Regions from separate parts of the Sus scrofa genome. Here region 2 is linked to region 1. Evidence: chromatin contacts called from public Hi-C data. All regions are on one chromosome and are shown on one strand. The core of a region is the stretch at or near the end of the contact, and the rest is flanking DNA. Distances in the headings are between cores, read along the strand shown.

Evidence for each region. Hi-C and Micro-C count contacts between places; a contact is called where the count stands out from the background.
Region 2: a contact with region 1 is called in a Hi-C map of liver, with 9 times the contacts expected there. The contact joins two enhancer-like sites. A contact is called at or near these places in 4 of 47 Hi-C or Micro-C datasets (liver and skeletal muscle).

The regions. Positions count from the first base shown.
Region 1 is chr1:23,669,352-23,676,343 of Sscrofa11.1, reverse strand. No RefSeq gene overlaps it. Among named protein-coding and RNA genes, the nearest start is that of TRNAE-UUC, 300 kb to the right of the region's middle. Within about 2 kb of position 3,588, at least 21 of the 83 cell types and tissues checked have an H3K27ac peak or open chromatin away from gene starts, as enhancers often do. A contact at or near this core is called in liver, where this site is marked.
Region 2 is chr1:23,767,877-23,774,868 of Sscrofa11.1, reverse strand. The region is part of intron 1 of LOC106508831 (a long non-coding RNA gene); the gene reads right to left. Among named protein-coding and RNA genes, the nearest start is that of TRNAE-UUC, 390 kb to the right of the region's middle. Within about 2 kb of position 3,663, at least 8 of the 83 cell types and tissues checked have an H3K27ac peak or open chromatin away from gene starts, as enhancers often do. A contact at or near this core is called in liver, where this site is marked.

The DNA.
Region 1 (6,992 bases), core at 2,339-4,838:
ATATTTGAAACATTTTAGTCATTAGCAGTAGTCCTGAATGTTCCCAACATCCATGGTCCTTAGGACCACTCAACTATATCCTGTCAAAGAGTGGATATATTTTGAGAATTTCAATCTAGAATTTTGAACATACAAAAGATTGCTTGGTTGACTTTCACTTTGGACACCATATGCCTATAAATAGATTTTTATAGAATTTTAATGTGTCCAAGATTTCACCATGAAGTTTATTGGGGTGTTGCTTCACTGGTGAAGAGAATCAAGGATATCAAGTACAAAAAGGCATTCAACAAGGAATATAATAATGGATACAGCTAAATATGTACTTATATACGCAAATCCATCCCATAACCACATGGGATTACATGAAATCATTAAGCTATTTGTCTAAGTTAGTACGGGTGAACTACATACTTTCCTATGTAGAAAATGGCTCCATATACTCAGTTATTTACAAGAAAGTCACAAGTATATATTAGTATCTTTCTTGAAGCAGCATCATATGAACACTATTTAAAAATATGTTTCAGAGTTCCCATCATGGTGCAGCAGAAATGGATCAGACTAGAAACCATGAGGTTGTGGGTTTGACTCCTGGCTCGTTCAGTGGGTTAAGGATCCAGCATTGCCATGCACTGTGGTGTAGGCTGCAGATGCAGCTCGGATCTGGCACTGCTGTGGCTCTGGCGTAGGTGGCAGCTGTAGCTCCGATTTGACACTTAGCCTGGGAACCTCCACATGTTGTGGGTGCGGCCCTAAAAAAACAAATCAAAACTATACATATATATGTGTGTGTGTGTGTGTGTGTGTGTGTGTGTTTCATGGTTTATTTTTGAGAATTTAATCACTGACTTTAATTAAAATTAAAGAAATCTGACCATTTTTGAGAATTAAAAAACCCTGAGTACCATTGAACATATACTTGAAATAGTCATTTGAAACTGAATAAAACTAAGACTGAGACAATGTTGGCTTTAGCCAGTGTCTAGATTCCCATCTTATCTATTTCTTCTTCCTAGAATTGAGGAACTCTTCTTGCATGGTAACATCTGAAGTAAATAACTTGAGGACAACCTATACTGTCTAATAAGTTTTGGAGGCAGCAGTGTAGTTCTAACTTACTGAATTTGCCTGTAGCCAAGTGAAGATAGAACAGGATTGTTTTGTTTTCCAAATATAAATACACTATCCCTGTTAGCAGTGATATTTGTAATGCCATTTGCAGCAAAATGGATGGAGCTAGAGACTCTCATACTAAGTGAGGTAAGTCAGAAAGAGAAAGACAAATACAATATGATATCACTCATATCTGGAATCTAATATATGGCACAAATGAACTTTTCCATAGAAAAGGAACTCATGGACTTGGACTTAGAGAACAGACTTATGCTTGATGGAGGGGTGGTCAGGGAAAAGAGAGTGGGATGGACTGGGAGTCTGGGGTTAACAGATGCAAACTATTGCATTTGGAGTGGATAAGCAATGAGATCCTGCTGTATAGCACAGGGAACTGTATCTAGTGACTTGTGATGGTACATTATGGAGGATAATATGAGAAAAAGAATATATATATATATGACCAGGTCACTTTTCTGTGCAGTAGAAATTGACAGAACACTGTACGTCAACTCTAATGGAAAAAATAAAAATCATAAAAAAATTTAAAAAGAGAGATTTGGATGCATGTATGATCTTTCCTTAAAATCCAAAGACATTTTTCTTGCTAACTTTAATCACTTTTATGCATTAACATTTGGAATATCAACCTAGTGTTAAAGTAGTTTAATGCTGTGATCTATTTATTTTGTTTCTGTTTCACTTGACCTCCAAAACAATCTATGCCTTTAGAAATCAAAATAGTGGCTACTTTGGAGGGCTGAGTGGTGCATGTGAGAGGTCCAAGCGGCATCTCTTTGCAGGTACTAATGCATTTCTTGATCTGTGACTGGAAACACAGAGGTACTCAGATTGAAAGCATTCATCACTCTGTGCTGTTATGTTCTGTTCACTTCCTGGTACATATATTTTACTTCACTAATAATTTTATTCAAAAAGTAGCTAGTCTTTTTTGCAGCTATTTCTAAAACAAAAGTTAGAATAGAACAGAGAATTAGACTTCTTATTCATATTAGATGATTCTGGGATATTTTAATAATACAAAAGGAATAAGACTGATAAAAATAAAGTGATATGGACAATACAATATTAAATGTCAACTGAACTGCTGCATTATCCTCTTTTTAATTTTTAAAAAGGCTAAGGCTGGCATGAAAATAACCAGTGCTTGAGAATAACTTTATAATTTATGAACTTTGCAACATTACTGAGTTGCATTTGCAACTCTTTTAAGGAAGATTTATCAATCAATAATGTGTATTATATGCAATTATTATATAGTCATATATACATTATTACAATTAGATATAATACATTTTATAATATGTAATGTAAAAGTTAGACACATAATAATTATATAAAATATTTTAAATAGGATAATCTACCTTATTATTACTTGTCAACAAAGCTAAATTCTTTCAATATTGACAGGACATTCTTATATTAATTACCATTTAATATAATTTATTAATTAATTCAGTCTATTTATGTAAATACCTTAAGACCCCATATTCAAAATACTTAAAAATATTAAGCCAATGTTTTTAAAAATACTGAATTGGCTTGGTAATAAATATATCTTTTTTAGGTTTAGGATGTGATAAAGTGAAAATGCATAAAAGTTAGACAATTTGTTTGAGCTCAGTATGATAAAAGAAAATCCCAAACATCTCCCATCCTATCATGATTTATGCTCATTGATCAGCAATATTAACATCGCAAAAGTTGAACCAACTTTTCCCTGAAGAACTCCAAGACAAACATCAGGAAGTACCACATGCTGAAATATATATGTATATATACACTCTTTGTTCCTGCCATTAATTTCTTTCTCGCCTAAAATATACCTTTCACTCTTTTTCTCCCAAATTGAAGCCCTACAATTTCCCTGTACACCAAAAATTCTCTCTGTGTTAGAGCTTTACATAGCAACTCACTCAGCAGATGGACATCACAGCACATGTTGCTTACTGCCATGTTAACAGGTCCTTGCAGGAGAGCAAATGAAAAGATATAATAATGCAAGTCAAGAGGGATTCTGGGCAAATGTCTAGATTGTTCAGTTACAGATCTGGGCCCAGTGGAATTATCAGCCCTGAAAACCAGATGCCTGACATCTTTGCTGTGTCAGTCCATGCATCTGCAGCAGCTCTAAGCCTCCCCTCTGTGTTAGACAAGCAGGTTTCACAGCAGCAGCCACTGCAGTGCATGTCTGCCAAGCCTCTCCTGGGTCTATACACCAAACTGCTAGAAAACAGGACTCGACTGGAATTAGAAACTTGAATTTTCTATCCAAAGAAATAAACAGTACACAGCCTAAAAGGTTTTTTCTTCTCCATTAAACATACAGAGGAAATTTTGCTGCTGGAGCATTGCTCAATCCCCCACCATCTCAACGAGTTCATACTGTGTAAATATTGTGATCTTAATAAATAAATACTGAAGCACAGCTGGCGCCGGCAAGATATCGCTGTTAGGTTGCCGTGGCCCTGTTATCACCAGTGGGTGTTGCTAATTATTCTCAGAACTGAGGCTCTGGCATAGGAGGGGAAAGGAATGGAGAGGAAAGTCAACAGAGGTTGAAACAAAAATAAAACATTGTTTGTTTCGGTCCATAGCAAGGGCATTCCACCCTTGTGAAAACCAGAGATACATATAGCTTAGGTATGTGAGTTGCTTTTCTCCGTAAAAATGATTTAACAACACTATTTATTTCAGTCCTTGATTGCATTCCAGCTGATTAAAATTCACACCACTCGTTTGTAAGGGCAAGAGGAGGTAATTGGGGTGTTCAAAGGACAGCACTGTGAACCTGAATATCTTAAATGAATGAGTTTACCAACAGAAAAGATTTCTTTTTTCTTCTTCCCTTGTATTCTGGCAGGTGTGTTAACGACCTAGCTCTGCACATTGCACACAAAAGAGGTTCATTGTGCGTAACTGTCTTGACTTGAGAAAGCAGCTGCTTTTTAGATATGTTGTCAAGCAGGAAAGGAGCTGCATATGAATAGCTACCTTCTTTTTTGAAAATGCCAAGGTTAATTTTTAATTGCTGGCAGCAGAATAGCCCCTATGACCACAGCATTCCATGCAGGTAGAGTTTGTGCTGGCTCATCAAATTACTGCTGCCTCTCGAGTCATGTTTTGTTTTCTGACTCTGAGCCCAATGGATAAGCAGAGAGTACTGTTAAAGAGCTGCTGGCATCATGTTGTGCTATTACAGTAAAGAAGCTACTCTCAGTTACTACTGTCAGCATTTCATCGGACAACAGGGAGGTGTGACTTCAGAAAATACTAATTACCATACTTAAAAGTCAGATACTTCCTCCTAGTTCTCCTTCCTTTGCTGCTTCTCTCCTGGTCTACCTTGGCAACCCTTCTTAATCAACCCTTAACATGCCATTTTTCACTCCCATTGTTAAGTGGATTTAGATTCTAAGAGATGATTTGGAGCCAGCTGTTCCTATGCTTCTTACAGGGACATCTCTGTCCACTAAAATCTATTACTGGGTCTGAGACTGTTGGTAATCCCCTGCTGCTTTATTCAAAAATGACTCAACAGGAGGCAGTATATTCCGGGGTTTTTCTAGCCTAGGGAAGAAAAACATTCAACACTTGCTGAAACTATAGGGAAATTTCTGTCAGGCAGAGTATGTTTAGAAGAAACTCTTTGTTTTTTCATAGTTTTTATTCTTGCCAGGATTATTCAACCAAAGCCATTCTTCCTGTTATTCTGTGTCCCAAATAAATTTATAAAGCAAATAATAAAGCCATTAATGCCTGAAACAGATTGCATTTGTTTTGACTATTCCTATCTGAATGTTGTTTCTATAGTTGCTTGCTTGAGTCACTTTATTAGTAAAGTGATGTTCACTTCAATTAAACAGAGAACAAAATTAGCATCTTGCCTAGTTCTCAGTCATAACAAACATTGATGCCAGGGGCACAATTCAAAACGGCAATTATTTGCTAGTGGGATGTGCGCAAATATTGGGCACTGCATAACTTCTCAAGGTTGGGATAGCACCAGTCTCATTTCCTGCAGTACTTGCTTTCTATAATAGCAAACCATCCAAATCCATCTTTGTGAAGATATGATATCATCAAAATGAACATAGCAAATCTAATGTCCTACCAGTTGTTAGGATGTGTCTGTGTTTTCCCTGAACATTTAAATTATCACGTGGCATACTTTGAAGTTCTTTGTGTAGGTTAGGAACCATGGGTTTAGAGGTTAGGTTTTGCTTAATGCATTGACTTTGATCAGTATCAACGGTCCCTATTATGTGCTTCAAAAAATTTTAATATGAAAATAAGGAGTATACTCTCTCAACTTAGTTTTTAATGGATTTTTGATGTCCCACTAAATCTAGTAGATCTTTTTCCATGTTTTCCTTAGATTAAGTCATGTATACTACAGTCAGTATCCTCTATTTATTACCTTTGGTCTTGATAAACAGCAATAGACTTACCCACAGCACTACATACAGTGAACTGAGGTATGTTCTCATTGATGAGATATGAAACTGAGTTTCATTATTATCCAAATTAAAGATATAATAAAATTCTTTAATAATTTGAAGACTGGCATACCATACTCTCAACTAATTTTAACAAATCAAGACCTATAGGTCTGTGGCATTATTTCTTTCCTGTTTGCTTCTCTGAGGTTAGAAGCTGTATTAGGCAAGTGTATCACCTGACTATCTCTGGGGGATTCCTGGCATCACTGTTAGGAGACAGGGCTGCGGACTGGGATCATTTTAGAATTGTCATGAGTGAAGTGTGTTAGCTATCAAATACTATACTTCTGAGACATGGAGAAGATCCCTTGGGCCTCTAATGTGTTTGGAATAGTTCATTAGCAAACATTATTCTCAGGTAAATTCACACAGAAGTTTCCTCTTCCTAACTCACAGTTGTTGGAGAAAACAGAGCTGACATTTATTCTCACTCACCTGGGAATAACTAGTATTTGCCTTTTCAAAGAGCTTTCTAATGATGCAATTTATGTAGTGCTCAATTGTGAAATTTTTGACCCCATATCTGGAGTTATCCTACCTCTCAGAATACCACATCCCTGACCAACATGTAAGCATGACAAATGCATTATAGCAGCATCTTTTAGTGAAGAGTGACAGTAATGACAAGAGAGGGTAGCATGATAGACTGTGGATTCAGAGAAGGTTGAGTTTTTACATAGGTCCACTACTTATAGATGTATTACATTAAGCAGTTACTCTAATTCCCTAAGCTTCAACTTTTCACATATAAGATGAGAACAAAAATAACTCATATGGTAATTGTGGAAATGAAAATCATTATTGCATATAGAAAGCATATAAAGTCCTGCGTCTAGCATGCAGTGTATGTTGAATAAATTGCAAGAGTTATTGTCATGGCCAGTTACCATTATTAACGATAATGTCTGAACATCTGACAGGAAAAGAAGGCAGGTAGTTAATTGTCAGGAGACTTGTATATGTTTTGAATTGAAGGGGATCAAATTCAGAGTGCAACCTTTGGTTGTGCATTGTTCAGTGTACTGTTGGGATCAATGGTGCCCCTTCCATCCACAGTTGATTACAACTCCAGGAGCTTGCACTTTTTTAAAAAACTGGATGATATAAGTAATCACCAATTTTCCTATAAAAAGCTTTTGGAACAGTGGTCTATTTAGGATATATGTTAAGTAGCCTAATGAGATGTGTAATCTTGACAGGTAGATAACATTGATAAGGAATAAGAAGTTCTGGTGCAGGAGAAGGACAGGAGTTTGGGGAAGGGGAAAAGGATGGGAGGAATAAATTAGGAGTTTGGGATTAAAATATACAAACTATTACATATAAAATGGACAACCAACAAGGACTGACTTA
Region 2 (6,992 bases), core at 2,414-4,913, 98 kb before region 1:
GACTGATTATTTTATACAGTCATAAAGATGAGTATTCTAAAAAGAAACCACCTACTCATGCTTATTTTTATATATAAAAATTTCCAGGACTATTTATCTGAGGATTATAGGTGACAATTTTAATAAATTCTAGTAGATATATACACTAAATTTCACCATCTGAAGACTGATTCATATTCACTCCTTTTCAGCTGAACCTTGAAGCTATAAAAAAGAGACTTTTTGTGCTTACGTGAATATTATAAATGTACAAATTTGTTACTCTATAGCTGTAATTAGTCAATGATATAAATTCAAGTCAATAATTTTAATTTGTATTGGGTTATGTTGCTTATCACAGATTTATGTTATAAAATGCAATTGAAATATAGCATGGTATCATCACAATTAATGAACAAATTTGTGACAGATAAAAGAGAGGACAATGTTTAACTGTCAGTGTTTTGAAATTTATTTTCAAAATACATATGAAAATCTAGTGTATGTCTATAAATTAAAATGCACTGACATAAAATATTATAGCAGAATGATAGGTTCCTGATTCAGTGGTATATTTAGCTATATTTTAAAAATCAGTATTAGTAAAATAAACTATTTTATAGAATATCTAATTAATATAATTTATATTTTAAAGGTTGATTTTGAAATGGAGTAGTATGTGGCTTGATTTTAGGCTTTGAAAGGGCTTGATGTAATGGCGTAGTTCAAAGTATAAGGTGGCATTGCACTTCCTTAAACAGTTTCTTGTTTGTTACTTCAAAATGTTAGGCAGCTTACCTAAATTAATTTGATGATTAGAAAAAAATGTTCAATTAACCCTATAGTTCTCATTAAACACATCTTAGTCATGAAATTATATAAAAATTAAATTTAAAAAATTTAAACAAAATTTAAGCTGTCTTTAGCTGTGTTACAGAAGTGTTTAATTGAAAACAAATATATCTTGTTTTTAAAGGATAAATTTCTCATAGCTATGAATAATTTTATTTTAGGGCATTACTTCTCTCATCTTGTCCCTTTTTAATGGTGGAAACATTCAAGACTTTCAGGATGAAATAGGAGCCATTCATGCCCAAATGGAATAAATTTCAATACAATAGGGAGAAATGTAAGGAGTGTCAAAAAGCAGATTCTAAAACAAAGCACTATCAGTTAAAGGAATGCAGTAAGTGGTCTAAGCAGTCATTGATCAGTCAGTGAACCACAGACTAATATATGCTTCATATGGTATTTCAGCCTTGCTTACATCAGTATGAAATTTTAAAAATTTTGAATTATTTTTTCCCTGAAATATCTACAACTAGAATTAAAGTTATAAAAACTATTCGATAAATTTTAAGACATTACATTTCACAACCAGCAATGTCTACAATTGCTATTAGTAAAAAGAGAAAAGAAGCAAACAAAACAAAAGCAGCATATGAGATCACAGATATTAATAGATACTAGAAGTCAAAACAAAAACAAATCAAAATCATCACAACAGTTAGAGGATACTCCATTTTCTTTCTTGGGAGGTCAGAGCATTTGATTTCTACATAAATATTCAGTAATGATCTTTCTGAAAAAAAAATTCAGTTAAAAAGGAAGACTAGTATTGCCAAAAAACCTAAATGAATAGGAACACAAAATTCTACCATTTTAATAGTTTAATACCATGCTTAGCATATTTAATATTGCTTTGTATGGTTCTATTTTCAGATTTTCTAAATCCCTTGGGTTGATACACTAAAATCTTGAAACAACATAATGATTTACCACACCATATATTGCTTCTGGCAAAGATCCATTGCCAAGGCACTGACTTTTATTTTCTTCTTGCCATGGTAACTTCTTACTGTCTCATTCCACTCAGAAGAAGAAGGAAAATCTTTTGAGTATCAACTTCCACATGTAGTTAAAGAATAAGCAGGAGCCAGGGAAGGTCCAGACACGTTTCTTTAGACAGTATGTTGTATTGTGTTCAGCCAAGTTTGGGACAGTTGAGAATATATATCCTGCCACATCTCACTGCTCTACTAATCCTTCTTCTTTGGCTGCCACTGCTCATAGCATTCTGTGCCAACAAGTCTCAGAACTGCTCAGTCTCTATGGGTGAAAAAATCATGGCAGTACATGATAATGGTGATAATGGACTATGTTTTTTTATATCTAGCTTTCAGTCGAACCACCAATACCCTTGGAGGAAGATATATTCATCCCTATTTTACATATCAAATATCATCCCCAAGTTTACATAGCTATCAAGTGACAGAGCTAGGACTTAAGTAAAATCTGCCTGACATCAAAGCCAAGACCATGTCACCACAAACATTGCTTTTTCACAGATGTTATTTCTCTCTTACATGATGACTATCTAGATCAGGGGTTAGCAAACTTTTTTTTTCCTGTAAAGGGCTGGATAGTGAGAACTTTAAGCTTTGCAAACTGCTTATGACTATAATATATTCTTAGTCTTTTTTTGTTTTACATAGAGCCTTTTATAATGACTATTGCCAAAAAGATAAGAGAACAAATGTCAGCAAGGATATAGAGCAAAGGGAACCTTGTGCATTGTTGATGTGAATTCAAATTGATACAACCATTATGGGAAACAACATGGAATTTCCTAAAAAATTAGGACTACCCTACAATCCAGAAGTCCCATGTTTATTGCCATATTATTCAAAATGCCAAGAAACAAGAGAAAATCCAGATGAAGAAGATACGTCTGTAATACATATATACATATGTAAATATATGTATTTATATATATATATATGTCATATGTACTTCAGCCTTAAAAAATAATATCCTACAGAACATTGTAAATCAACCACACTTTAAAAAATTAAAAACAAACAAACAAGCAAACAAAAAATAATATCCTGCCACTTGGGATAGAATAGATGTCCCACTTAGGACAATATAGATGAACCTAGAAAAGAATATTCTATGTAAAAAGGGTCAGACACAAAAAGAAAAATACTGTATGATCTCACTTATATGTGGAACCTAAATAAGTCTAATACACTGAAGTGGAGGAGAGCAGTGGTGTCTAGGGTGGAGAGTTAGGGGAAATAGGGAGATGCTGGTCAAAGTGTACAAAGTCACAGTTATGCAGGACAAGTAAGTCAAGAGACCTAATGTACAGCATGATGATTTCAGGTCACAGTATACTGGACATTTGCTGAAAGAATAGATTTTAGGTGCTCCCCCCACAAAAAAATAAAGGGAAAAAAGTTAAAAAAAAAAACATACTTAGTTTTGAGGCCATATGAAAATAAACTCCAAGTCAAATTTGGCCAACAAACTATAATTTGCAACCTGTGATCTAGAGGGTGTACACACCATTTTTTTCACTCACTTTTACTTTTTGTTTGCCTGTTCATTTTTGTTTCTTTGTGTAATACTTTAAAAATAGAAAGCACTGTTGACTTTCAGGCCTTACAAAAATAAGCCCAAGCCAGATTTGGCATGGGGCCTTAGTTTGCTGAACCCGGCACTGGAGAAAGATAATGAAAAACTCCTCAGGGCCATTAATCATCAATTAAATGCTAAATGTGAAAGCCAGAAGGCCTCTTTGGCAACATATGTTTCAGTTACTCTTGCAGCATTACAGATCTCCCAAACCTTAGTAGTCCGAATCAACCATTGTACTATGCTCACAGATTTTGTGATCTGGAATTCAGAAAGGGCATATCAAGGATGACTTTTTTTTCTCCTCCATAATATCTGGGAAGACAGAACAGCTGGGAGTTTTGCAATGATTAAGTTCTGGAATCATCTGCAGGTGGCTTTACTAATATGTCTGGCACCTGAGCTGGGTTGACATGAAAGTTTGGCTCAGCTCAGAAATTGACTGTTCATGTGGACATGGCCTATCCCTGTGGACTGGGTTTCCTCACAGCATGTTGGCCTTAGGGTAATCACACTTCTTACATTGTGGCTTATAGTACCAAGAGGTAGAGTCCCAGCATGAGGCAGAAGCTGCAACTCATTGTATAGCCTAGCGTCAGAAGTGAGAGTCACTCTGCCGTACTGCACTGACTGAAGCAGATGTAGGCACAGATGCAAAGGAGTGTGATAAAGATCCCAACTCTTAGTTGATGAGTGTCAAAGAATTTGCGGTCTCTTATTTTTAAATGCCACAATCAACCTTCTTGCAACAAATTACAACTGACCTTATACAATGGGGTGGATTAGGGATGCTGAACCTCCATGCAGTGGAAAATGCACATATCATTTACAAATGGTGCCTCTGCATCCATGGGTCCTCAGTATCTGGTTCCACATCTACAGATTCAACCAACTATGCATTGTGTGGTACTGTCCTATGTATTATTAGGGAAAAAAATCCACATATATGTGGACCTGTGCAGTTCAAAACTGTGTTTTTCAAGGGTCAACTGTATTTTGATTCCTTCCATACGTAAAATGAACTTACCCCTTTCTAAAATTCACCCAAATTCTCATCTTATTTTGGCTTCAGGTCAGGCTGAAGGTACTGAATATTATCAATTCATCAGGTCTATATTACAGATGAGGCTCCTACAGTGCAGGGTTTAGGGTGAAGATCTTTATCTAAAAATTTATCCACAGAAGAGAAAAGTTGTATGCCCTATACACCCCCGTATACTATGGCAGGACAGGAAAAGGAAAGTTGCAAGTGAGTTACCTATTCAAATGCAGGAAGGAAGGGAAGCACAGAGCAGTCGCTATTCTGTGGTGATTCTAAAATTAAATAGGGCAAATGTCCAATTCCCTAGTTAGGGATCATTCCTGTTCTCTAGGACAGATTCTTCAGGGCTCTTTGTTAGGCCCTTCCAGCTCTTGGTTATCCCATTTTAGTCATCCTTCCATTACCATATAGTTGCAGCAAAATTTCATGGAATTTTGGTATCTAAAGGCCAATACTCATTCTGTATGATTTCTATCCCTTTCAGTCCAAAGAGGTACAATTCCTTCAAAACCCTTCTGGGTTTCTAATAATTTATAAATCCATTCTATTAGAAAAAAAACATACCAACTAATTTATTTAAGATGAGCTCTTGTCTATTTTGGGTTTGCTAAAGATGCTGAGTGGCAATGTTCTTAGTTTTTTTTCAGTGGGTAGTAAATAAGCATGCCATTTACATTATTTCAGTCCCCCTTTTTTTCTAACAGGCATCACATTTGAGGTACTTAGATTTTTTTTTCTGAGGATCTTACAGTTTCATCCTATATTTTATATTTTATTCAACTCTATTTTTATCTTGGAACTAGATTCTGGGAGCGCTGAATCAAAGGAAAACAAATGCAAAGCTAGAGAAGAAAATATTTATTGATATGGGAGCACTCATTCAGGATACAGCATTTAACAACCTGACAAAGATGTTGGGAGACACAGCTAACATTCTTCTAGGATAGTTCTTAGATAAAGCTAGAACACATTCTATGTGAATTTAAAAATGTCAGAACTGCTGTGACAACAAGAGTGATCAAAAGGCAGAGGGAAATGTTTGTGACAGCATGGATATGTTATGTAAGTCCAGAAAACCCAACAAATGAATCTGTTTCATAGGTAACCCCTGGGATACACTATTTTTTAAATTAATAAAGAATGTACAGATGTGGAGGGCACCAGAATGATGAAGTTCAGCAATACCACTCTCCTATAGGTTAAGGACCGATGCAAGGTGATTATAGAACTGGACTCTTTAATACAAATAAATATGAAAGGATCCTAAAATGAGGCAGGGTAAGGAAGAGGGCCTTTGTTCGTCAGAATTGAGGGACAAAAATTGCTGAATTTCTCACAGTTTTGGAGGCCAAGAGCCTGAGATTGGAAGGCAAGCATGGTTAGGTAAGGGCCCTCTTCCAAGTTAGAGCCTTCTCACTGTATCCTCACGTATATTCCACACAGTGCAGGGTGTGAGGAGCTCACTTTTATAAGGGCACTGATCCCAATTATGAAGGCTGCACACTCTCATGACCTAATCACCTCTCAAAGGCTCCACCTATCTGCTATCACCTTTGGGGTTAGGATTTCAACATATGAATTTGGGAGGAATACCAACATTCAAACCAAAATAAAAGTATTGAGTAGATGATATGCAGTTTCCAATCTTCCAAATGAATTGGGGTCTATATGAGTTGACCCTCAATTTAAAGACAAGAGTTTACATTAGAGTCCTCTCCCAGGGGTTTGTTAAGTTTTCTACCCCCTGTCATAATATAGTCCTTAGAGGTCTGAATCATTTGGGCAGCCTGCAGAATATAACTCTACCACACTCTATCAACAAATATATTTCCAGGGAGTTCCCGTCGTGGCGCAGTGGTTAACGAATCCGACTAGGAACCATGAGGTTGCGGGTTTGGTCCCTGGCCTTGCTCAGTGGGTTAAGGATCCGGCGTTGCCGTGAGCTGTGGTGTAGGTTGCAGACGCGGCTCGGATCCCGAGTTGCTGTGGCTCTGGCGTAGGCTGGTGGCTACGGCTCCAATTCGACCCGTAGCCTGGGAACCTCCATATGCCGCGGGAGCGGCCCAAAGAAATGACAAAAAAAAAAAACAAAAAAAAACAAAAACAAATATATTTCCAAAGGACTGCTTGGGAAAGTAGTGGAAGATATACTGAAGGTATTGGTAGTATGCATGTACTTGAGAGGTGCTAAATAACCCCCCAAAACATACAGGAGCCTATTTCTTCAACAAGTATGAGGGTATCCAATCATCTACAATGGATCCAGGTATTCTCTCCATTGTAATAAACAGATTATTTAATCTTGCACCTCCAACCATTAAGGAAAAACACAACATCTGATAGGATCCTTCAGAGAGGCTATTTCACACTTGTGAATATTTTTCTGATCCATATAACAAGTGATATTAATAGTTGTCAGCATCAACTGCACACTGAAATAGAAAAGGACCTAGCAGCTGCTTCAGGATGCACTAGTAGGTAGCTCTGAATCTTGGACCATATGATCTGGCAAGCCCAATACTATTAGATGTATAGGTGGGAATAAAACATG